2 separate regions of the Oryzias latipes genome follow, and region 2 is linked to region 1. The links are chromatin contacts, called in public Hi-C maps. All regions are on one chromosome and are shown on one strand. Each heading gives the region's core, a stretch centred on a gene start, on an enhancer-like site or on the middle of the called end of the contact. The rest is flanking DNA. Distances are from core to core; before and after follow the strand shown.

Evidence for each region. A called contact is a pair of places that touch in the nucleus more often than the background predicts.
Region 2: a Hi-C map of embryo shows a contact between it and region 1, with 2.4 times the contacts expected there. The contact joins the promoter of emx2 here to the enhancer-like site in region 1. A contact is called at or near these places in 3 of 5 Hi-C or Micro-C datasets (all in embryo).

What each region holds. Positions count from the first base shown.
Region 1 is chr15:30,099,405-30,103,971 of ASM223467v1, reverse strand. No RefSeq gene overlaps it. Among protein-coding and RNA genes, the nearest start is that of rab11fip2, 26 kb to the left of the region's middle. Within about 2 kb of position 2,086, at least 5 of the 8 cell types and tissues checked have an H3K27ac peak or open chromatin away from gene starts, as enhancers often do. A contact at or near this core is called in embryo, where this site is marked.
Region 2 is chr15:30,260,495-30,265,061 of ASM223467v1, reverse strand. emx2 (homeobox protein EMX2) reads left to right here and starts at 2,280. Exons shown (of 3, transcript XM_004077518.4): 1 at 2,280-2,963; 2 at 3,949-4,133. The coding sequence starts at 2,573.

The sequences.
Region 1 (4,567 bases), core at 837-3,336:
GTTCACCGCTGAAAGCTTAAATACGCGTCACATCATGAGTAGAAATGGAGATCAACACTTCTTGATGTCATAAATAGTCATTGTTGGAGTTTAAGGCAGATCTGCCTGCAGACTCCGGTTCCTGCCGTCCCATCGTCAATAAAGAATGCAGTGTCTTAAATATTCCTGTTGATATGGACTCCAGATGAGAAAAATATGAAATTCTATAAATCACCGCCGGCTGATGAACCTTCTGTTTGGCTGTAGAAATGGTGCATCCCTTTGCACTGATTACACACATGCATATTTTCTGAACGGTGGCAGGTTTCACCGGGGTTTACGGAGCTCTCACATGGGACCCGGCGGCTCGTAAACCGGCACGGTCCGGCCTGACGCACGCTAACATCTGCTGCTGAGAACCCCCAGACCTCGGCAGCACGGCGGCGTCTGATCAGGCGGGAAAAGGGAAAAATGACCACGCTCCTGTGAAAGGAGGCGTGCCCAGCTGGAGTGAGGAACGCTCTTCCACTATGTCTTCATGCTCTCACGCTGAGCAGCTGTGCGCCATTTCGCATAAGATGAAGCCTGAAAAAGTGGGCTGCACACATGCGGCCGACCGGGAACAGGAAGCGGGTCTGAATCCGCTCCTCATGACACGCTTCAGAAGTCATTTCACATCACTGAGAGTTATTATCGTTAAACGCTGATATCAGGTCAACCCCGCTGCAAGTAATTAAATCTGTGAGTCGTTTAAGTCCATCAGCAGGGTGTTTATGGGATGTACATTTCTAGAGAGCTCTGCAGGAAATGTCGATTTCCTGCAGCGGCGTTTCGTCTGTGTGCGCCGGAGTGAGTTTGCAGGAAGTACCGGCGCCTGCAGATGAAATTATAGCATTTTTGGGCTGAAAACTCAAAGCAAGAACTTTGTGAATCCCACTTTGCTGCTCTCTCTGCTGAGCGGAGGACCGTTAGTGTTTGTCGGGTTTGTGAGTCAGAGGCACCGTGGAGGTCTGTGCAGGTGGCAGGCCCTGCAGGCCTTTCTGCTTCCTCCTCCTCCTCTCCACAGGTGCTTATTAGCACATATGAGCTGCCACATGTTCCCGGCTCGGCCGCCGCCCGGAGGGGCCAAATCAGTCTTCACCCGTAATCTTCACAGCCCTCACTCTCACTAACGGGGGCACATGGTGGAGCGTTTATGAAGCACTGCAAAAGTGCTGTTATTTTTTCCTGCTCCTCCGTGAACTCCTGGACAGCTCTGGAAGCAACAGCGGCTGCATGTGGGATTCCCGGTTTCAGGTCCGGATGAGCAGCGGCTGCATGTGGGATTCCCGGTTTCAGGTCCGGATGAGCAGCGGAGTCCGTGTAGAGGACACGTTCCTGCAGGAACCTGCAGAGCTCGCAGGTCTTTCTCAGAACACCGATCAAACACGTGGACCGGCACATACAATGTTTTGCACGTGGTCAGCACGGTGGGGGCTCATCCCAATTGCCCCCCCCCCCCGTGTAAGGGGCAGGAGGGGGCTCTGGCGTTTGAAGTGGGCATATGGCCGTCGCATTTGCATTTAATGCTCTTCAGATTACTTGTTTTAACTGGTGCTAAACACCTCACTGGGTTGGGGCTAATTTGATGAGGTCACGCCGCGACCCCGTGACCTCCTCTCTCCATGTTGTCTAAGTGAAACCAGCTGAGTCACAGGGGGGGAGTGTGGGGGCCGCGGCCAGACGGAGCGGTTCGTGGGCCTGGAGCGGCGTGTTTCTGGTCAGGGGGGGATCTCTGCTCCTCATGCTGAAGATTTCCCAGAATCCCATTCAGCTGAGGACAGTCCGGCATGTCTGTCGGAACGTTTACAGCTTGTTTGCATGAATGTTTATGTGCTGGGGTGAGACCCCCCCCCCCCCCCCCCCCCACACACACACACAAACACAATTTAAGTTTAACAGTAGTCCACTTTGTGCAACTTTAGGGTTAAAACAATAAAAAATCGATCTGCATTTATTGACAGCAAAGACACAATCACACATGCGCACACACGTGCACGCCAACCCACACACACACCGTGGAGATGAAAGCCCTCTGCTGGAATGTGAGTGCGGCCTGTTGAAGGACTAATCCACAGCAGCAACCCGGCTCTCTTGTGTTGCTGCACAGATTCTGCAGAATGGTCCCGTATGGTCTGGGGGGCCACATTTTCCTAACCTCCAAGGCCGCCGCTGTGAAGGCGCCTCAAGAGAGCCTCTTTGGTGTCAAAGGGGGAAAGCCATTCAGCTGGAGGCCGGCCTCCGGCCTTTGATCAGTTCACAAGTTACAGTTTTGCCGAGCGGCTTTTTCATGCAAATAGGAAATGTTCAAACGCTGCGTGGAAACGCGTCTCTGACCTTAATGGGGAGGGCTTTAACATCGGAACCTTCTCAGCCGAGGGCCAGCCTGAAAGCCTCCTCAGAGAGGTGAAAGCGCGTTGATCAGGTGGAGACGGCTCCTTTTCAGACCCCCCCAGCCAGTGGCATTGTGTTCACAGAGGGCCGCATTGACTCCCAATTAGGGGATTAGGAGAAAGATTATCAGAAGCGTTTTCAAAACACATAACATTTACAGGCTTTCCCACAGCAGCGAGGATCCACATTCATGCTGGCTCTTAAACCGCAGCGCTTTAGGAGGAGCAGCTGTTCCTGAGTCTGAAGTGTTGGAGGACTCTGATCCTCACCGCGGCCCGGATCAGGCTCCTCAATCTGCCGTGTGTGTGTGTATGCGTGTGTATGTGTGTATATAGGTGTGTGTGTATGCGTGTGCATGTGTGTATATAGGTGTGCATATGTGTGTGTATAGGTGTGTAAAGGGGTGTGTATGTGTGTGTATACGTGTGCATTTGTGTGTGTATAGGTGTGTATAGGTGTGTGTATAGGAGTGTACATGTGTGTATGTGTGTAAATAAATAAATAAAAATGGATTATTACATGTGTGTACGTGTATACATGTGTACATGTGTGTAGGTGTGTATGTGTGTATCTATGTGTGTGTCGTTTGTCTAAATTCGTCCATCCACACTGGACTTTCCCAAACAGGAAGTTCAAAGGTCTTCCCGCTTCCTTCCAGGTATCTCTGCGCTCCGTGTTTCTCTTGGCTCGTCTAAAACGGCCAATTATGTCCTAATAAAGTTCCTGCTGGAGGAGTGGAAGGTGGCGGTGGAGGCGGCGGTGGAGGGGGCGGTGGAGGGGGCGGCAGACCAAACTCTTGTCAAGGTCATGTTATAGAGGAAAGCGCCAACAATGCCAGCGCTAATCCCTCCTCCTCCTCCTCCTCCTCCTCCTCCTCCTCTGCCGCCGCCGCGCTCTGACCCCATCCCAGGACTTTGGGAGAGGACAGGAGGCCCGCCGCTCTCAGCCCGGAGCTGCTGGATTATCTGCCAATTAGCAGCATTTCTGCTGGACGGCATGAATGTAATGTTGGCTATTTTTAATAGCGTTTAATTTCTGCTGCTCTCCTCTCCCCTCCTCCTTTTTAGCCTAATCAAGATTGTCGGCTCTCTCATTTAAAATAAAAGAGCCGGCCTTTAATTTGGCATTAGGAGCGTAGAATCTGCCCCGCCAGCTCAGCATTTGTTGGAGGCGGCCAATGAGAGGGAAGGAAAGACGGAGAAAATCATTTTAGGGGAGATACTGTGAAGGACTCGTGTGAACGGCGTGAGCCTGGCCGTCCTGCTACATTAGCATCAGCTTTGCGCCGGAATAACGTGTTGCCTCTCTATTGTGCCCCCTATGGTGGCAGGTTTTGGTGGGTTTGGATTACGGGACTCCATTACATTCCTCTAATAAGTGGATAAAGCCGCCTCATCCACGGCGGCTGATCCTGAAGTATTAGCGGCCGGTTGCAGCGTTGGGAGGCTGATCTGAGGCCAGTAGATTCCTCGTTATGATGGAAGCTGCAGAAGACGCTGTGATGTCATGCTGGGACGCGAACCTGTTATTTAGAGTCATTCCTGCTGATTGGCACCGCAATAACAAGGCTAAGCGCCGCCCTTTGACCTCAGAGGTGGAGGATCTGCTGCTGGGAGGGGGATTTCCTCAGGTGATGTTTGTGCAGCTCGTTGTGCAGCTGGTTGTGTTGTGGTGCTTTCACACATCTGCTGCAGCTGTTGTGTCACAGCAGTGAGAATGGACGTGTTTGTGTTGTGGTCTTCATTTGCTTAAACTTCATCGTGAGTGGAAGACGGCAGCAAACTGAAGTCTGGATGAAACATTTTGCCATTAAAGATCAAAGCGGCTTGATGGAGAATGACCTTCATTACGACCTTTGAAGCTTTTTTAAAGAAATGGATGAAGAGAATAGATGAGTGAGAAAGCCTTTGATGTCAGCGGTCCGGCCCAGTTAAGCCCGAGGTCGCCGTCTCACACGGCTTCGTGCGGCCGATCCCAGAGATTTAGAAGGGCGACAGTGGCTCAGGTGGTTGAGCGGGTCGTCCAATGATCGAAGGGTTTGCGGTTCGATCCCCGCTCCCACCAGCCAAAATGTCGTTGTGTCCTTGGGCAAGACACTTCACCCTCCTTGCCTCCAGTGTGGCTCCACTGGTGTGTGGATGTGTATGAATGATCC
Region 2 (4,567 bases), core at 1,031-3,530, 160 kb before region 1:
CTCTTTCTAGGATTTTAGAAATAAAGGGCAAGTTTGATATCGGTCTATAGTTGGCCAAGATGCTAGGATCCAAACTGGGCTTTTTCAGAAGAGGTTTAACAACTGCATATTTAAAAGACTGTGGCACGTAACCCGTTTCCAGAGAGGCATTTATCATTGTTAATATGGGATCATAAATTAGGGGAAAAGTTTCTTTAAAAAGTCTAGTGGGAATTGGGTCTAACAGACACGTTGAGGATTTGGAGGACGTAATAATTGATGTTATTTCCACATATTGATCCACAGCAGTGAAGCAGTCCAATGTTACAGAGGTTTCTATGGATGCCTCCTTTTCTACCGCTTCAGCCTGTTCTGGGCTGATAGTAGGAATAACTTGATTTAACTTATGTCTAATATTTGAGATTTTACTAAGAAAATCATCAGAGCTGAGAGTAACGGAGATATGTAATTCTACTGAGGTCTGAAAACTGGTTAGTCTGGCTATTGTACTAAAAGGTACTAAAAGTAGAATAGTAATAGGAATACAAATCTGGATATTTCATTTAAAATAGACAGTACTAAAATAGAGTCAAGGAAGGAAAATTGTTAATGAAGGACCTCATATTATTAAAACATCAGTGGCAAAACATTTTGGAATTCTCTGTAAAATCAAAACGTCTTTGGACAAAAAAGCTTTGCATTTAGTATACAATAGATTGTTCCACATATAAACTGCATGGAAATATGGGGAAACACGTGTAAGTCATATACAAATCCAATTTTCATTCAAGAAAAAAAGTAGAAAGAATGATATCTGGAAGTAACTGTAGAGATCCATCTAATCCATTGTTCAGTCAATTAAACATTCATTAGATTAGTTAACCTGAAAAATAAATGTACAAAACTCATCAATAATGTCCGCCGTATAAAATACAAAATAAACGACTAATTACACCTGAAAAGCTCGTGAGATTTTCTAATTGCCAAAATTCAGAGAAAAAACTGAAAGAAAATAAATAAAATAGAAACAAACAGAGACTGAATTCTAAAAGTAACTTTTCCAGACCAGGAAGGAAGCAGCCGATGTTACAAAATGATCCTTTCAGCCAGCAGGGGGCGGCAGAGCCGCAAAGACCGAGGTTTTTATGGGGGGGGGGGGGGGGGGGGCGGTTTGTGTTCACCCAAAGATAAAAACCAAGGATGGACGATAAGATGAATACAAAAGAATGTTCAAAATAAAGGAAAAAACATGAAATGTATATTTGTTTTTTAATAATAAATTCTGGTTTGCCCCCCTCCCCCCATTTGGCTTCATACGGCAGGAAGAACTAAAGACGGAATTTCAAAATAGAAAGAAAATACTCAAACTATATATAAATATAAAAACTATATAAAAAACTATATATAAATATAAAAAATATCTCCAGAAAAAATGACTCTAAAAACATTTTTAATGGAGTTTTAAAATAAAACGAATTTAATTTAATTTAGCTGCACTTCAAATGCAGATCAATGTTTTAGTAAATAATTAAAGGTTTTATTATTTCACAGACATTTCAGAAATTATTGTTTGTAATTTGCTGCTATTTTGACACAAATAATACAAACATAACAAAGTGAAAAAATAAAAACATAATAAGGACATTTTCAAAAATTAACGAAATGTTGTTTTCTGAATCAAAAACAACATTTTCGACAACAAAATTCACGAAAACGTTCGTGAGTTTTCGGGCCGCCTTCGTCTGTTGCTCCCGTCCGAACGGAGGCCGGCGGCGCGCGGCCGCCGCTACTGCAGGTGGATGAACACCTGAGCGCCTTCACTCTGGAACAGCCCCCCTCAGGTGTTTGTGTGTTTTTGATCCGCACAGGAGACGGACGCTGACCGTCCCGCACCTTCCCCCGCACTTTAGAAAGGAACAAACGCAAAGACAACATCCAATGAAATCCATTTCAAGAAGTTTTCTACATTAAAAAAAAACAGAAAAGACAAGACAAGAAATGAAAATAGAGGAGAGATCAGCGTGAAGATCTGCGCGCCGCTGTGGGCCACAGAATTCCAAATAGACCCGCAGCCGCTGCGTTTCCACCGCAGGCCTTAACGCAAAGCTGCGCGCTACCCTGTGCTGTTCTGGTTCGGATGAATAAGTTAAATGTCCCGGAGACATTTACGCGCGCGCATGCGTGTGCGCGAATGCTTCACTCTGGACGAATCCGTTCCGTGTTGCGCGTTGGGGTCCGCCTCTCCGCGCGCGCACCCCTGCTCCCATTGACGCACTTTTTAAGCGTCGTCCTCTTCTCCACCTTAAGGCAGCAGCAGCGACCAATCAGCATGCCACTCCGGCCGTCAGAGGAAGCTGTTTATGGGGCTGCAGCGCTAATTAGGCTCATGAACTAACAAATCTGCTGGACGAAGCTGCTGCGGAAAGCGATCACATCCATGGATTAGTCCGGGACGCCTCTCGGTTTCCGCGCCGCGTCTTTTCCAACTTGTTTGCTGCGCAAAAACTTTCCCTTTCCGTGGGTGTGGAGTATTTCACAGCACGAGCGCCGGCGACGACTTCCACCTAAACTGGGGAATCTGGACTATCAGACCATGTTTCAACCCACACCCAAGAGGTGTTTTACGATAGAGTCTTTAGTGGCGAAGGATAATCCGGTTCCGGTGTCCCGTTCCGAGGAACCCATCAGGCCCGCGGCTCTCAGCTATGCAAACTCCGGCCAGATGAACCCGTTTCTCAACGGCTTCCACTCCGGCAGCAGGGGCGTGTACTCAAACCCGGACTTGGTGTTCGCCGAGGCGGTGTCTCATCCGCCGAACTCCGCGGTGCCGGTGCATCCGGTGGCCCCGCCGCACGCGCTGGCCGCACACCCGCTTTCCTCTTCACACAGCCCGCACCCGCTTTTCGCCAGCCAGCAAAGGGACCCCTCGACGTTCTACCCCTGGTTGTTACACAGATATAGGTACTTGGGTCACAGATTTCAAGGTGAGTTTGGAAGTGTTACCGTTTTACGCACGTGCTGGAGCGGCGTCACGCATTTTACACCGTCAGACAAAATCTAAATCAAACTTATTTTGCGGCATTTTGGACATTTTTGGAGCCGATCAGCAGAAAAACACATTTATTTTAAAATAAAATACTTTACATTTCAAATAAAAGAAGATTTCTGCGCAAAAAACGTCGCTTCTGCTGCTTTAACGGAGTTTTCCTTCAATTCCATCATATTTCAAAACCGTTAATTATTATATTTCTTGTTAAATATTTATATTTAAAAACGTGAAATTTGTTGATTGAACGAGAACAAATATTTGACTTTCAACCTCCAGTCCAGGAAAAATATTTTTACTGGTCTTTAAGTTGAATATTTTTTATTTCGTGTTTTTCTTTTACAAAAAATAAATACTTTAAAATATTTTAACGAAATTAAATTTGACCTGCGCTCCCTTCATTCGTTTGCTGCTCTCCGTGACTTTTTGCTCATTTTTCTATAATAAACATTTTGTCATTTCGTACATAGAGGTTAAAATAATAGTTTAATAGTTTAAAACGAAATAATTCTAAATATTTTCTCTCCAAAAATATTTAGAATTTTTTCTATCATTTAATTGTTGCTTCGTAAATGTCTGTTATTTTTAAAATGATGTTTTATGAACCAGCAAGTGCTTTGTTTGTCTGTCCGTCATGCGCGCGTGGGGTGGGGGGGTAGGATATGGTGGTGGGGTCTTCAAAAGATTTCTGGTCTTTATTATGAATTAAAAATGAACATATTTTATATAACAGTTTTAGTGTTTAGTTAAGAATCCAGTTAAAACCAGTTTGTGGATTTTTCCAGCGAATTCTCGGCTTTTTTAATTTTATTTTGTTATTTTCTGTTTGTAGTTGTGTGTGTGTGTGTGTGTGTGTGTGTTTTTTTGGTTTGTTGTTTTTTCTTCTCGGTCGTTTCGCTGAATTCTACTTCTCTTGTTTGCAGGAAACGAAACGAGTCCAGAAAGTTTCCTTTTGCACAACGCGCTGGCCAGAAAGCCAAAGAGAATCCGGACAGCGTTTTCCCCGTCGCAGCTGCTGCGGCTCGAGCACGCGTTTGAGAAGAACCATTACGTGGTGGGAGCAGAAAGGAAGCAGCTCGCGCACAGCCTTAGCCTCACGGAAACTCAGGTAAGAACCGCGGGAGTGGGGCGGCGGGAAACCATGTTTTGGAGGCTTCGGTGCGTCCGGAAACAGCTCGAGCGCCTCACCGGCTCAGCTCCGCGTCATTTGTGTATTTTTCCCAACGTGGCTCCTCATTTAGAAAGCAGCTTTTACGCACGAGCCCGCCGGTTTTACGCACGAGACCGCCGGTTATACGCGCGAGACCGCAGACGCATTTTTTCTCTCCAGAAAACTCATTTTATACAACCAGACTCCGTAACGCAGGTTGTCCTTCGAGGGCGGAGGTCGGGGGGCGGGGGCGCCTTTCTGGATCAAATCCACAGCCATTGTCCGGGCCTAACCTCATTTCTGCAGGACTTGAATTACTTTGTTTTGAAGGGGGGGGGGGGGGGGCTGCCTTTCAAAATGGAGGGCAAATTAACCCGTTAACCATTTTATGG